Regions from separate parts of the Capra hircus genome. Here region 2 is linked to region 1. Evidence: chromatin contacts called from public Hi-C data. All regions are on one chromosome and are shown on one strand. The core of a region is the stretch at or near the end of the contact, and the rest is flanking DNA. Distances in the headings are between cores, read along the strand shown. Region 1 has its middle 100 kb from the start of ZNF706. Region 2 overlaps GRHL2 (grainyhead-like protein 2 homolog).

Evidence for each region. Hi-C and Micro-C count contacts between places; a contact is called where the count stands out from the background.
Region 2: a contact with region 1 is called in a Hi-C map of liver, with 5 times the contacts expected there. The contact joins two enhancer-like sites. A contact is called at or near these places in 3 of 5 Hi-C or Micro-C datasets (blood and liver).

The regions. Positions count from the first base shown.
Region 1 is chr14:19,140,645-19,147,074 of ARS1.2, forward strand. No RefSeq gene overlaps it. Among named protein-coding and RNA genes, the nearest start is that of ZNF706, 100 kb to the left of the region's middle. Within about 2 kb of position 3,482, at least 1 of the 5 cell types and tissues checked has an H3K27ac peak or open chromatin away from gene starts, as enhancers often do.
Region 2 is chr14:19,426,822-19,433,251 of ARS1.2, forward strand. It overlaps GRHL2 (grainyhead-like protein 2 homolog), which reads left to right. Exons shown (of 16, transcript XM_005689192.3): 10 at 3,684-3,771; 11 at 4,458-4,597. Among named protein-coding and RNA genes, the nearest start is that of GRHL2, 130 kb to the left of the region's middle. Within about 2 kb of position 3,575, at least 1 of the 5 cell types and tissues checked has an H3K27ac peak or open chromatin away from gene starts, as enhancers often do.

The DNA of each region.
Region 1 (6,430 bases), core at 2,232-4,731:
TAGTTATAGTCATTAGCTTGTAATAATCTATAATGGAGTCTATTCTGTAAAAATAATAACCATGTAGCACGCAGGAAATGAATATCATTCTGTAAATCTCCTTCAATTAAAAAAAAAATAAGCTATCAACATATTTGGTAATGAGAATACCTTGGGGATAAAAAGGTATGGAATTGCAAGCACCCGGGCACTGAGCCTCAGAAACCATACCTAAAGAACTCAAGAAAAAAAAATCCATAAAAATAGACTGAGAAGGACTTCCCTGGTGGTCCACTGGTGAAGACTTAGTGCTTCCACTGCAGAGGGCCTTGGGTTCAATCCTCAGTCAGGGAACTAGGATCCTGTATGCTGGGTGACGTGGCCAGGAAAAATATGTATATGGAGAGAGAGACTGGAGAGAAAATAGGTGAAGAGTTCTAATGATTGCTGACCAAGAGATAATGATAGGTATGGAGGAAATTTGGTGAACGAGTGTATATTTAGTTAACGGAATGGTTGGTCTCTTAATGAAAGGAGACTAAACCAAGGGATGTAGTAAATTACTTGTGCTATGCACCATCTGTAATCTATTTATTTTGCAGGACTTCACCATCAGTATTCTTGTTTCCACTGAACAGATGAGGAAACTGAGGCTCAGATTTACACAGCTAATGGGAAGGGGGGATTGTGACGCCAGGTATCTCTCATGATTTCTCTAACTGGGTTTATCACTAGATAACAAATCTGTTATTTTCTTTCTACAGTTCTTATTTATCAACTGTAGAAGTCAAAGCAAATTAAACAATACAGGACAAGTTCGTGGTTTCTTATTTTAAACAGATGTATCTTTCTGAAGAATTCGATAAAGGAAATGTAATCAGAAGTCGATGCTTTCCTGGGTGATGTTGCGAACTGCCGGGTTTATTTTGGATTGGAAGACACGTTGCAATAATCTGTGTTTAGTTTAAAGGTGGTAGCTAATACATATTCTGTTCACAATCTCTTATGCACCCAGTTGCACTGTGATGTTTTAGTCAGCAGGTGGCGATGTTGCGTCACAAGGGACAGCCAACGTTCTTTGCTGATGAGGTAAATGGTGATTTTATTTCCGTATCAATAGCTCTATTTTAAAATAAGACAATGGGCTACGGTCTGATAGCTGGAATCCTGTCTCTTCACAGGAACAAAGCAACACAGATATTTCAAGGAGTTCTTTGGGAGCGGTGTTCAGACTTCAGCAGCCGCCGGCGGTGAGGAATGGGACCTGCCTTCTCAGCCTCAGATCCTCCGTGCTCTGAGGGCGACTTCCTGCCTCCTGAAAGCAGGTGCTAGACACAGCGTTCTGAGTCAGCTAGCAGAAGGGTAGGTTCTTCTAACGACGATGGATATTATAGCCACTTCTCACTTTGGAGATCCCCAATGCAATTATTTCAGCTCTCAAGACCCCATTCAAAAAGTGGAATAAGGTCGGGGGGTGGGGGAGCATTTACAGCAAAAAAATTGGTTGCAGAACTGATGGAAACTGTTAGTCGTTCAGTCGTGTCCAAATCTCTGGGACCCTGTAGTGCGTAGCCCCCAGGCACCCCTGCCCATGGAATTCTCCAGGCACGAATAGTGGAGTGGGTAGTCATTCCCTTCTCCAGGGGATCTTCCCCACCCAGGGATCGACCCTGGGTTTCTCACATTGTGGGCAGATTTTTTAGCCTCTGAGCTGCAGAGGCAAATTCGTGTAACTTATGCTTGAAAGAGACACAAAGCTTTTTTTTTTTTTTTTTAATTAGGGGCTGTTATCATCTTGGACATAATGCTAATCAGGCTAGTTAGTTTTCTGCTTTATATGGATTGAAAATCAGCTGTTTGGAAGAGGGGGGAAAGCTAAAGTATAATACAAAGATGAACTTGAGTTCAAAACTCAGGGTAGTAAGACGGAGCACGGAAACATGAGAAGAACGGAAAATAAGGACTTGAAGGCCTGGGACTGCGGTGCAGGGACAGAGAGCGCCCCGGGGGCGTCACTGTGGCAACGCTCGGCCTGCTTTTAAGGAGACCCCGAGCCTTGATCTGAGTTAATAGCGCATCGTCCATAAAGCAAGCAGGTGTGTAACGAGATGGAGATGAAGAGGTTTCTCCCGGTGGAGGGAGTACAAAAAGATGGTTTGCTGCAGAGCACAGTTCCAGTGACTGGGAAAATGAACTGGCCCGCTGAAGAGCAGCTACAAGCTCTTGGGCTCTGGAGGCAGACAGACCTGAACGCAGATACCAGCTGACATGTCTTACAGGAGCATCAGCAGGTTACTCAAGCTCCCTGAGGCTCAGCTTCCTCATCTGTAAAAAGGGGATTAAGTGAGGGTTTGGGTGAGGATACGGAGAAGGAAATGGCAACCACTCCAGTATTCTTGCCTGGAGAATCCCATGGATGGAGGAGCCTGGTGGGCTACAGTCCACTGGTCGCAAAGAGTCGGACAGGACTGAGCTACTTCACTTTCACTTGGGTGAGGATGCACAGCACTGAGCCCAGGCCAGACACATGTCAATCCCTGGTAACATTTTTTTATTCCAGGTAAAGTGAAAATTGAATGGTTTTTCCAGTAGTCATGTGTGGATGCGAGAGTTGGACTATAAAGAAAGCTGACCGCTGAAGAATTGATGCTTTTGAACTGTGGTATTGGAGAAGACTCTTGAGAGTCCGTTGGACTGCAAGGAGATCCAACCAGCCCATCCTAAAGGAAATCAGTCCTGAATTTTCACTGGAAGGACTGATGCTGAAGTTGAAGCTCCAGTACTTTGGCTACCTGATGCGAAGAGCTGACTCATTAGAAAAGATCCCAATGCTGGAAAAGATTGAAGGCAAAAGGAGAAGGGGATGACAGAAGATGAGATGGTTGGATGTGATCACCGACTCAGCGGACATGAGGTTGAGCAAACTCTGGGAGACAGTGAAGGACAGGGAAGCCTGGCGTGCTGCGGACCATGGAATCAGCAAGAGTCGAACACAACTGAGTAACTGAAGAGCAACAAAAAGTGAAAAGTGAGCATGTCACTCAGTCGTGTTCGACTCTTTGTGACCCTCTGTCCGTGGGATTCTCCAGGCAAGAATACTGAAGTGGGCTGCCATTTCCTTCTCCAGGGGATCTTTCCAACCCAGAGATAAAACCTGGGTCTCCTGCATTACAGGCAGATTCTTCACCATCTGAGCCACCAGAGAAGCCAAAGGGTAAATGTGTGGTCATGACTTCTACCCGTGTTGGGATGCCAGGACCACAGACACATCTTGGGTTTCTCTCTGGGTCCCACCTCTGGGTGCAGGGTTCTGGCTGTAACCCACAGCACACTGTGCTTGCCTCAAAGCCTGACCAGGGGTGCCGCCCCACCTCTGGCCACACAGCCGATCTCCCCACCACCCACAGCCCTGGTCATTCTGCCCCCACCGCGTTCTCTCTGAGTGCTTTCTCCACCTTGTGCCTGGATCTTGCCATTCCAGCCCGCCAGCAGGGTCCTCACGGAGACCCCACGTCACAGAGCCCGTGCTTCCAGCGTCCAGCAGCGGCTCAGCAGAGCAGTATCACAAGATGGAGCCGAGACTCACGGACCACACTGACCCCAGGATGAGTGCTCCCCGCCCAGGCTGGGCTTGCCCCCTTCTTTCTGTGATCCTTCATCCCCCACATCACCCTTCCCTGCTTCCCCAGGAAAGTATTTACCTGCTGGCTTTGATGACAGCTCGGGGTCCCCACACAGTACAGTCCAACCCTGGAGGTGCCTGGTTCCTCCCAAATCTGTGGTATAACAGATTCCCACAAGTTTGGTGGCTTAAAACAACAGAATTTTATTCTCTCAGCTCTGGAGTCAAGGTGTCGGCAGGGCCATGCTGCCTCTGAAGTCTCCAGGGGAGAATCCCTTTTTTTTTTTCCTCTTCCTGGATTTCTGGGGACTCCATGCAGCCTTTGTCTTGTGGCTCATTCTTGCCCCCGTCTGCATATGACCTTCTCCTCCTGTGTGTGCACATCCTCTCCTCTGTCTCTTATACGAACACTGGCAACTGGATTTAGGGCCCTCCAGGGCAATCCAGGGTGACCTCAACTCTAGAACCTGAACTTAATTACATCTGCAAAACCCATTTTCCAAATAAGGTCACATCCGTAGATTGTAGGACACATGGATGCACCGTGTCATGGCCGTCATTCAACCCACTGTACACGCAATGCCTTGATGCCACCGTTCAGCCCACTACACACACAGAGCCTTGATGACCTCTGAAGGTGGCGGAGAGCCGGCAGAGAGCCCTGTAGGGTGGCTCTGAAGTTTCTGGTTTTGGATGACTTCCCCGGGCTTTCACATGAATCCCCTGGAGGTACCTTCTCACCCTTGCACCACCCCACCTCCCTCTTTCTCCTCAGTGGTAGTGTCCCCCACCAATCCAGAGTATCTTCACACATGCTGAAAACTGATTGGAAAGATCTTTAGGGGCTTCCCTGGTGGTCCAGTGGTTAAGACATGTACTTCCAATCCAGGGGCATGAATTCCATCCATGACTGGGGAACTAAGATCCCACAGGCCACAGAGTGTGGCCAAAACAGAAAAAGGAAAATTCTTTAAAAAAAAAAATAGTTTTAATGGAAGGATAATTGCTTTACAGAATTGTGTTGGTTTCTGCCAAACATCAACATGAATCAGCCGTAGGCGTACCTATGTCCCCTCCCTCTTAAACCTCCCTCCCACCTCCCTGCCCGTCCCACCCCTCTAGGTTGTTGCAGAGCCGCGGTATGTGGACAAATACAGAGAACAGACGTGTGGACATGGAGCGGGGAGGAAGGAGAGCGTGGGATGCATGGAGACAGCGGCCTGGAAACATACACTACCACATGTAGAAAAGAAAAGGAAAGATCTGCCCATGGGAGACACTCTGCAGCCACCCTCATCCCACACAATTTCCCCAAACCAGGGCCCTGTGAATTCCACTAGGAAAGCCCCCGCCTCACCCTGTAACACCTTTACCCTGAACCTGTGAGGCTGGGCTGAGGCCCCAGTGCCCTTCCTTGGACGTTGACTTCACACTGTGAACATCCAGCTGCAGCTCCTCAGCCTCTGTGTATCAAACCAGCCCCACCCGTTTCAGTTCTATCAAAAGTCCTTTAGCACCTAAAGTGTACTGGTTGCACACACACACACACACACACACACACACACACACACCCCTCAATGACTCAAACTGGAATGTAGCACCATTAATGCCCACAGGTATTTTGTTGGGAAAGACTGAAGGCAGGAAGAGAAAGGGATGACAGAGGATGAGATGGTTGGATGGCATCACCAACTCGATGGACATGAGTTTGAGCAAGCTCCAGAAGTTGGTGATGGACAGGGAGGCCTGGCATGCTGCAGTCCATGGGGTTGCAAAGAGTCGGGCATGACTGAGCAACTGAACTGAACGGATTCTGAAAGATTATATCCAAATCAGAGACTGATTTTTCTATTTTCCTGTGGATTTTCAATATTTTAGCGATGATCCTGTCTCATTACTTTTCTCATAATTTAGAAGTTTCTGTGCAACTCAAGATGTGACTGTACATATTAAAGTGAACAGTCAAAAGTCTTTCAGGAGGAGGGACTTCCCTGGTGGCCCAGTGGCTATGACCCCAAACTCCCAATGCAGGGGGCCTGGGTTCAATCCCTGGTCAGGGAACTAGATCCCACATGCCATTACTAAAGGTCCTGCATGCCACAGAGAAGACCCGGCACAGCCAAATAAAGAAATAAATATATATATATTTAAAAAGTCTTGCAGGAGAAGAGACAGTTCTTTGGACTGACGCACACACTGTAGAATGTCTCCGCCCTCCCCCACTCACATGCCAGCAGCCCCTCCCCATCAGCGATGAGTGACAGCCAAGGGCACCTCTGTGAGCACAGTGAGACAGGCAGTGGGCCCAGGAATGAGCCCCTTCCCTCCGAGGGAGCAGGTGAGACATCCTGTGTGCAGCTGTCGGGACCAAGTTCCCAGATCTCCCCAGGGCTTGTATTGGTTTCTCTGAGTTTTTTTCCTAAGAACCATTTCTAAGAGGACTCCACACTGTTTAGATAACTGCGGACCGTGGTTCTCCGATGCTGATCTTGATGTCTGTTTGTTGGCTGTGCTGATGGGTGCTGAATAGTCTTTGGTGTTTGTGTTCAGTCATGCTCGACTCTTTGCAACCCCATGAACTGTAGCCCACCAGGCTCCTCTGTCTGTGGGATTTCCCAGACAACAATACTGGAGTGGGTTGCCATTTCCTAATCAAGGGGATCTTCCCGACTTAGAGATCGAACCCTCTCTTGTATCTCCTGCATTGGCAGGAGGGTTCTTTACTACTGCACCACCTGGGAAGCCCCAGATAGTCTTTAGGTTTCAATCTGACAATAATCTGAAGGTGTGCTAGGTCTTTATGTTTATATATATGGAAATTTACCTGTA
Region 2 (6,430 bases), core at 2,325-4,824, 290 kb after region 1:
TCCTGGGACATTTTAATTCTTGCACTTTCAAGTGGGTGTGTAAATGCAAAAGATTAATTTGAATCATCCTCTAAAGCAAAAGAATTAAGAGCTACTCCACTTTAAACCTGTGAATTTCCCACAGTTTAGAGTTTTAAACAGATGGAATTTTGTACCATTTATATTTCCCCAGGTTGATTTCTAATTAATGCACCTGTAAGACTGCAAATGAAAATAAAGGACTTCTCTCCCTTTTTTTGATATTAAAATTTCTTTTATTGAAATACATATGTTTATGAATTAAAAATTCAGGATCTGCTATATGGCTATATCTTTATCAATACTTTTGTCTGTATTTTTATGGGTGCAGTCACTCAGTCGTGTCCAGCTCTTTGTGATCCCATGAACTGTAGCCAGACAGGCTTCTCTGTCAATGGAATTTTCCAGGCAAGAATACTAGAGTGACTTGCCATTTCCTACTCCAGGGGATCTTCCCAACCCAGGGTTTGAACCTGCGTCTCTTGTGTCTCCCATGTTGGCAGATGGATTCTTTACTACTACGCCACCTGGGGAGCAGATATCTTTATATCTGTATTTCATTCAGTTATCTTTCATGAAAAACAAGAATCATACTACTGCAAAGAGCAACTATATATTGTTCAAAACTTGAAAATAAAGCCACCGTCTTGTAAGAATTCCCCCCCTTTATTAATTCTTTCTTAGAATTATCTTGGAGATTATAAAAAACTAAAGATATTCTTCCAAAATACCTTCTTGATATCTTGGCCAACTTTAAATAGGTTAAGGCCACATTATTGAGACAAATTTAAGAGAAACAATTTAAGTAGCAAATACAAATGTAAAGATAGCCATCACCTCTCAAGAGGCAGCAAAGGTGATCACAGTATAATCAGGAAATCCTCTGGCATCTTTTTTTCTTTTCTCCAAATTTAACACTTCATAATGAACATCTAAGTGGGGGAAATTACTTTCAAATGATAAATTTGGTATTTGTAGCAAATTATACCCTTCTGGAAGAAGCAGACTTTTTAACATTTTAATGAGAGTGAAAATATTTTCCAGAAGCTTTGGGTCACAAATAATCAAAAAAAGGAAAGGAATTCTTGGAAGGTCATATTCAAGGATGCGTTCTTCATCATAATTGAATGTATCAAAGCTGCCCTGGGTCACTGTGAATCAAACTGTTATTTTAAATGAGGATGGTGGCCCTCCTAAGTTTGGATACTATCAGAACTGTTTTGGAGTGCTGATATCTGGGCCTTCTGGGCAGGAAGTTTCTTATATAGATGTGGTACCCAGATTAGGCTCTAAGCAAAATGACTCTGTGTTTTATGTTAATCCTTCAGGTTTGGCATATCAAAGAATACCTGTAAAATAATAAGCAGGAGACTTTATTTCTTAAAAATTGACATTGAACATATATAAATCTTGGAACGGTAATTTCAGAACTTTTCTTCACATAAATTGTACAAGACAAAGACTAATTTTAAAATAAAATTGCTTGACAAACTTTGGGATGTGTCTTCAGTGAGTTATAATTTATGTAGGTAAATTTCTATATTTTGACTTACATGCAATACTATATTGTACAGAACTTCAAATACAGGAAAAAAGTCTTACATGGACACAAGCACAAATGAATATATTTGCTTATATTTCACACCCATTTGAACAAAGTCATGTTTGTGCATTTAGCCCTTTATTTTTTTTCTGAAAGTATTATACCTTATCTAGACAAAAATCTCTATAAAACTTTTAGTATCTCTTGAAGACACTTTCCAAGGAAATATTTTTATATTTTATCTCCTTCTTTCTATGAATTTCTATGGGTTATAAACATCAGTGACAATATAAAACTTAAAAATAGAGCACTATAAATGATTAGTCTCTTTTTGGAGTAAGAAGCTTTTTGACATAAAAATGCTTATTTATAATATCTGTTTAAACTATTATAAGCATCCAAATCTTACCAACGTAAAGTTCTTAGAACTCTCCTGGCACCAAGGAAGTGCCACATCTGATTAGCCGTGTCACTTGTTCATCAAGAATTAGCTCTAAAGCCGCGTCCTTTACGCTGCATGCCTCCATTGACCACATGGCTCCATTGTGTCATGGCCTTACTTTGGCCAAAATTGGGAATATGTTGTTGTTGTTTTTTTTTTAAGCCAGTTTGATAAGCAAAATCTATATTTTAATGTTTTACTTCTAAACCATTAGCGTGTCCCTTTCTGTGAATTGCCTTCGTGACTCTTGTCCATTTTTTAACTGGTATGTTAGTTGCTGTTTTCTTTTTAAATTTGAATCACTATTTATATTGATTTAACACTTTATATGAGATTTTATGGGCTTCCCTGGTTGCTCAGGCAGTAAAGAATCCGCCTGCAATGTGGGAGACCTGGGTTCGATCCCTGGGTTGGGAAGATCCCCTGGAGAAGGGCAGGGCAGCCCACTCCAGTATTCTGGCCTGGAGAATCCCCAAGGACAGAAGCACCTGGCGGGCTACAGTTCATGGGATCACAAAAGGTCAGACACGACTGAGTGACGAAGCCCAGCCCAGCACAGCACACGAGATTTACATAGCAAGTATTTCCACCAACTTGTCCCTTCATTTTTAATTGATCTGTGTGCGTTTTACAGAAGGATTAAATTGTATGTTCTCAGATCTATCTCTTGTGTGTGATAACTTGGGGATTTTCTAGGGGCAGAGGTTTCTGACCAGTCCATATTTCGCTATTTTTTAAATGTGCTGCCACAAAGGGCAGAAATAGTCAATGTGGATTTGAAATGTAGGGGAGGAGTTTAGGCTGGGAGAGTCTATCTGGATGTCACCTGTCTAGAACACCTTGGAAATATGGGTATAGATGGACTTCTCTGCCACAAGAATGGAGAGAGGGAGAGGAAAAGGGAACTAAGTTGAAATGTCTATATTTGGGGCGTGAGAAGAGGAAAATGAGTCAGCAAAGCTGACATCGAAGGGTGACTAAAAAGAGAAGAGGGTGATCAAAGAATCGTGGAAGACCAAGAGACGTGGGTGATGGTCAGCTGGTTAATTTGGATGGAGCTGGCAAGAGATGCCAATGAAAAAGTCAAATTACAAGGAACAGAGGAGCAAAAAGTCAAATTGAATGCCATTTCCAAGAGCATATGAACATATTAAGACAAAACCCCAGACTGTACTTGTATATACAAAATCTCACACCCTGTGTAGTTTGCTTCAGCCCTACCTCATTTCCCCTTTTGTAATAATTTTTTAAAGTTCCATACCAAGGAGCAAAGGAAAAGTTCTATAGGAAATTCACACTCAACTTTCATGCCCAACAGGCCAATGCTTCATCCTACGACATTTTATTTTAAATAAATATCACTAAAATTACTTAACCGGCTTCACTGGGATAGGGAACTGAGTCTGGCCTTTCTGTAGCAATTCAAAATTGGAGTTGTTTCAATAGGCAAGATACCAAAAAAGGGGAGACTTTGGGAGGAGTGGGGTCCCTCCCTCCCCCAGGAGGTCAGCAACATCGGGTAGGCTAAGAGGCGGTCGACATCGCTGGAGGATGGAGCCGCGGCGGCCGGCCTCCCCTGCCCACGTTTAATTTCTTATCCCTGTGACTTGTGTGCGTGCAGTTGTTTTGCACGCTCTGGTAACATGCCTGGCATTGTGTGTATTTGTTCTTCCCTGTCAGGGAGCAGAAAGAAAAATCCGAGATGAAGAGAGGAAGCAGAACAGGAAGAAGGGGAAAGGCCAGGCCTCCCAGACCCAGTGCAACAACTGTGAGTGTGGCTGAGAAGGGGGGTGGGCTTCAGCCGGGCCAGGGCCACCAAGGAATGGGTGGAAAGAAGTGGGTTGCAGGTAAAATATGCACATCCATGTTATGGCTGGGCTTCCCTGGTGGCTCAGACAGTAATGAATCCGCCTGCAGTGATGGAGACCTGGGTTTGACCTCTGGGTTGGGAAGTTCTTCTGGAAGAGGGCATAGCAACCCACTCCAGTATTCTTGCCTGGAGAATCCCCATGGACAGAGGAGCCTGGCGGGCTTCAGTCCATGTAGTTGCAAAGAGTCAAATACAACTGAGCGAATAAGCACAGCACAAGTTATGGCTAGGCATGGCGATGGGGTGAACCATCCCTGTGAAACGCAAATGGAATCATGTGATTACATTAGAGCTAGGAGGGAGGTTCTAATACTCCAGAGACCAACCTCCTTCTTCGGACAAGAAATCTAGGGTGCAGAGAGCGACAAGAGGGCACCCCTTCAGGAGTGTTCACTCCAAGTCCACACTCTTTCTGCTGGTCTGGTGATGGGAGAGGGGAGGCTTTTAAAGTGTGTTCACATATATGGCATTTGGGAAGCTTCATAGGAGACCACTGCAAACTTTAGCCAAGACAAGAGCTTACAAGTGAGAGATCTTAAGTCATCCATGACCCTTGCGCTTATGGGTTTTGTGATTGTTTCCAGCCTCTGATGGAAAGTTGGCAGCGATACCGTTACAGAAGAAGAGCGACATCACCTACTTCAAGACAATGCCTGATCTGCACTCCCAGCCGGTCCTCTTCATACCTGACGTTCACTTCGCGAACCTGCAGAGAACAGGACAGGTATGGCCGACCCACTCACATCCACCTGCCATCCATCCACTCGCCAGGTAGAGCCTTAAGAGACCATCACTTCAGGAGCTATTGACCTGAAAAATAAAACCCATGCGTTCGACCAAAAGCCAGCCATTGCCTACAGAAAATCTAATTTTATAGAAAGGAATGTCTCAGGAGAGGAAACCAACTTACTAAGGGGAAGGCAAGAGTGAGCTGATAATAGTGAAGTGTTGACAAAGCAGTGAAAGAGGAAGAAAGTAAGAAGGCTGATAACCTGTAAGGCAAGTTTTGTGAGTTTTGTTCTGTGGGATCCGCATGATGCAATAGGGCTCCATCTAATGGTGGGAAATTGGACTGCACCCTTTGGAAAGGTGCTTAAGAGGAAAATTCTTTGATTAAATAAACTCTGTTAAAAACTTTTTCGTAGTAAATTGACAGTTACTGTTGAATAGGTAAATTATTTTAAACCAAAAGAAAAATGAGATTGTAGACAAGCCTTTTAAAAGATAATTCCTATCTTCTAGTTCTAGTTACAAGTGAAATTATAGAGATAATATTATAATACATAAACATCCAATAATTAGCTCCTTATGGTAGCTCACGGTAATGATATGTTATGCAGCCACTAAAATTATAATTAGGAAAACTATGTAGCACATAGGAACTAGTTATGATAACGTTCAGTGGGGAAAAGGTAGAGTATTCATTTGTGTCTATACTGTGATTCCAAATACTGGGTTGGCCTAAAAGTTCATTTGGGTTTTTTGCAAGATGTTACAAGAAAAATTGTAATACTTGATGAGTAAGCTTAAGAGATGGATAATTTTTTTTTCTTTTTGTAATGTCTTAATATTGTCTATTTTACGTGATAAATTAAAATTGTGCGAAAAAAAAATTACTTCCCTAGCTTTAGCCAGAATTGTCTTTCTGTTGAGAAATAGGTGCATACTGACACATTCAAGTTTTTCTTCCGTTCTAGTGTTCAGGTACTCACTGGAATTGACCTTAGTCTAGGAGCAGAAATTATTATTGGCTTAACTTTCTTTTTCTTGAGAATATTTTGTCCCTGGGCCATTTCATTTTGTGTATGAGACAAAACAGTTATACAACCAGGACTTTTTAGTTGGTGTTTTTGACGCCAGGGGGTAGCAGAATACCCCCTAGCTCTTTTTCTTAGAGTGCATCACATTAAAATTTAGCATTCTCATCGCGTCTTACTTGTCTGATAGGAAAAAGACACAAAGATAAAAGGAAGAACGTTATGATTTGTTAAGACATGAGTGCCAGCCCCTAATTTTATTTTTTAATACCCAAGAACATGGTGATTTGTGTATTTACAGCCTTCGTAAATACATGGTATATTTTGAAGCTAGGTAGTCACACTTTTAGGAAAGAGGGGATGGTTGAGTTAAATTGCTCTCATTGTTTACTGTTGGGATTCTGGCTTCAGCCCTGTGTCAAAGCTGACAGCCTGACCTGTTCTCTTGGCAAGATTTCTCTGAAATACACAAAGCTGTAAATGAATCTTAAGAGGAAAACTGACCAAAGGGGCTGCTCGTGACTGTCTCTGGCCTCACGTGCCCCCTCGGTGTCCTGAGCGGGACTCCTAGCCCGTGGCTGGGCAGAAGAAAAGTGTAGTCTTTCCCATTTGTCGGTTTCAGCAGTTTGCAAAGCAGCCCAATCAGTATCGCCTGAGGCATCAGCAAAGTTAAGTCCTGCTGTCCTTGAAGAGCCTCGGGCTTTCCCTGTGGCTTTGGAGTCAGAATGTAGGGAGTCGGTGAGGGAGCCTGCCTGAGCCCCGGGTGACAAAGGAACGCACTCTTCTGTGCGCTGGGACAG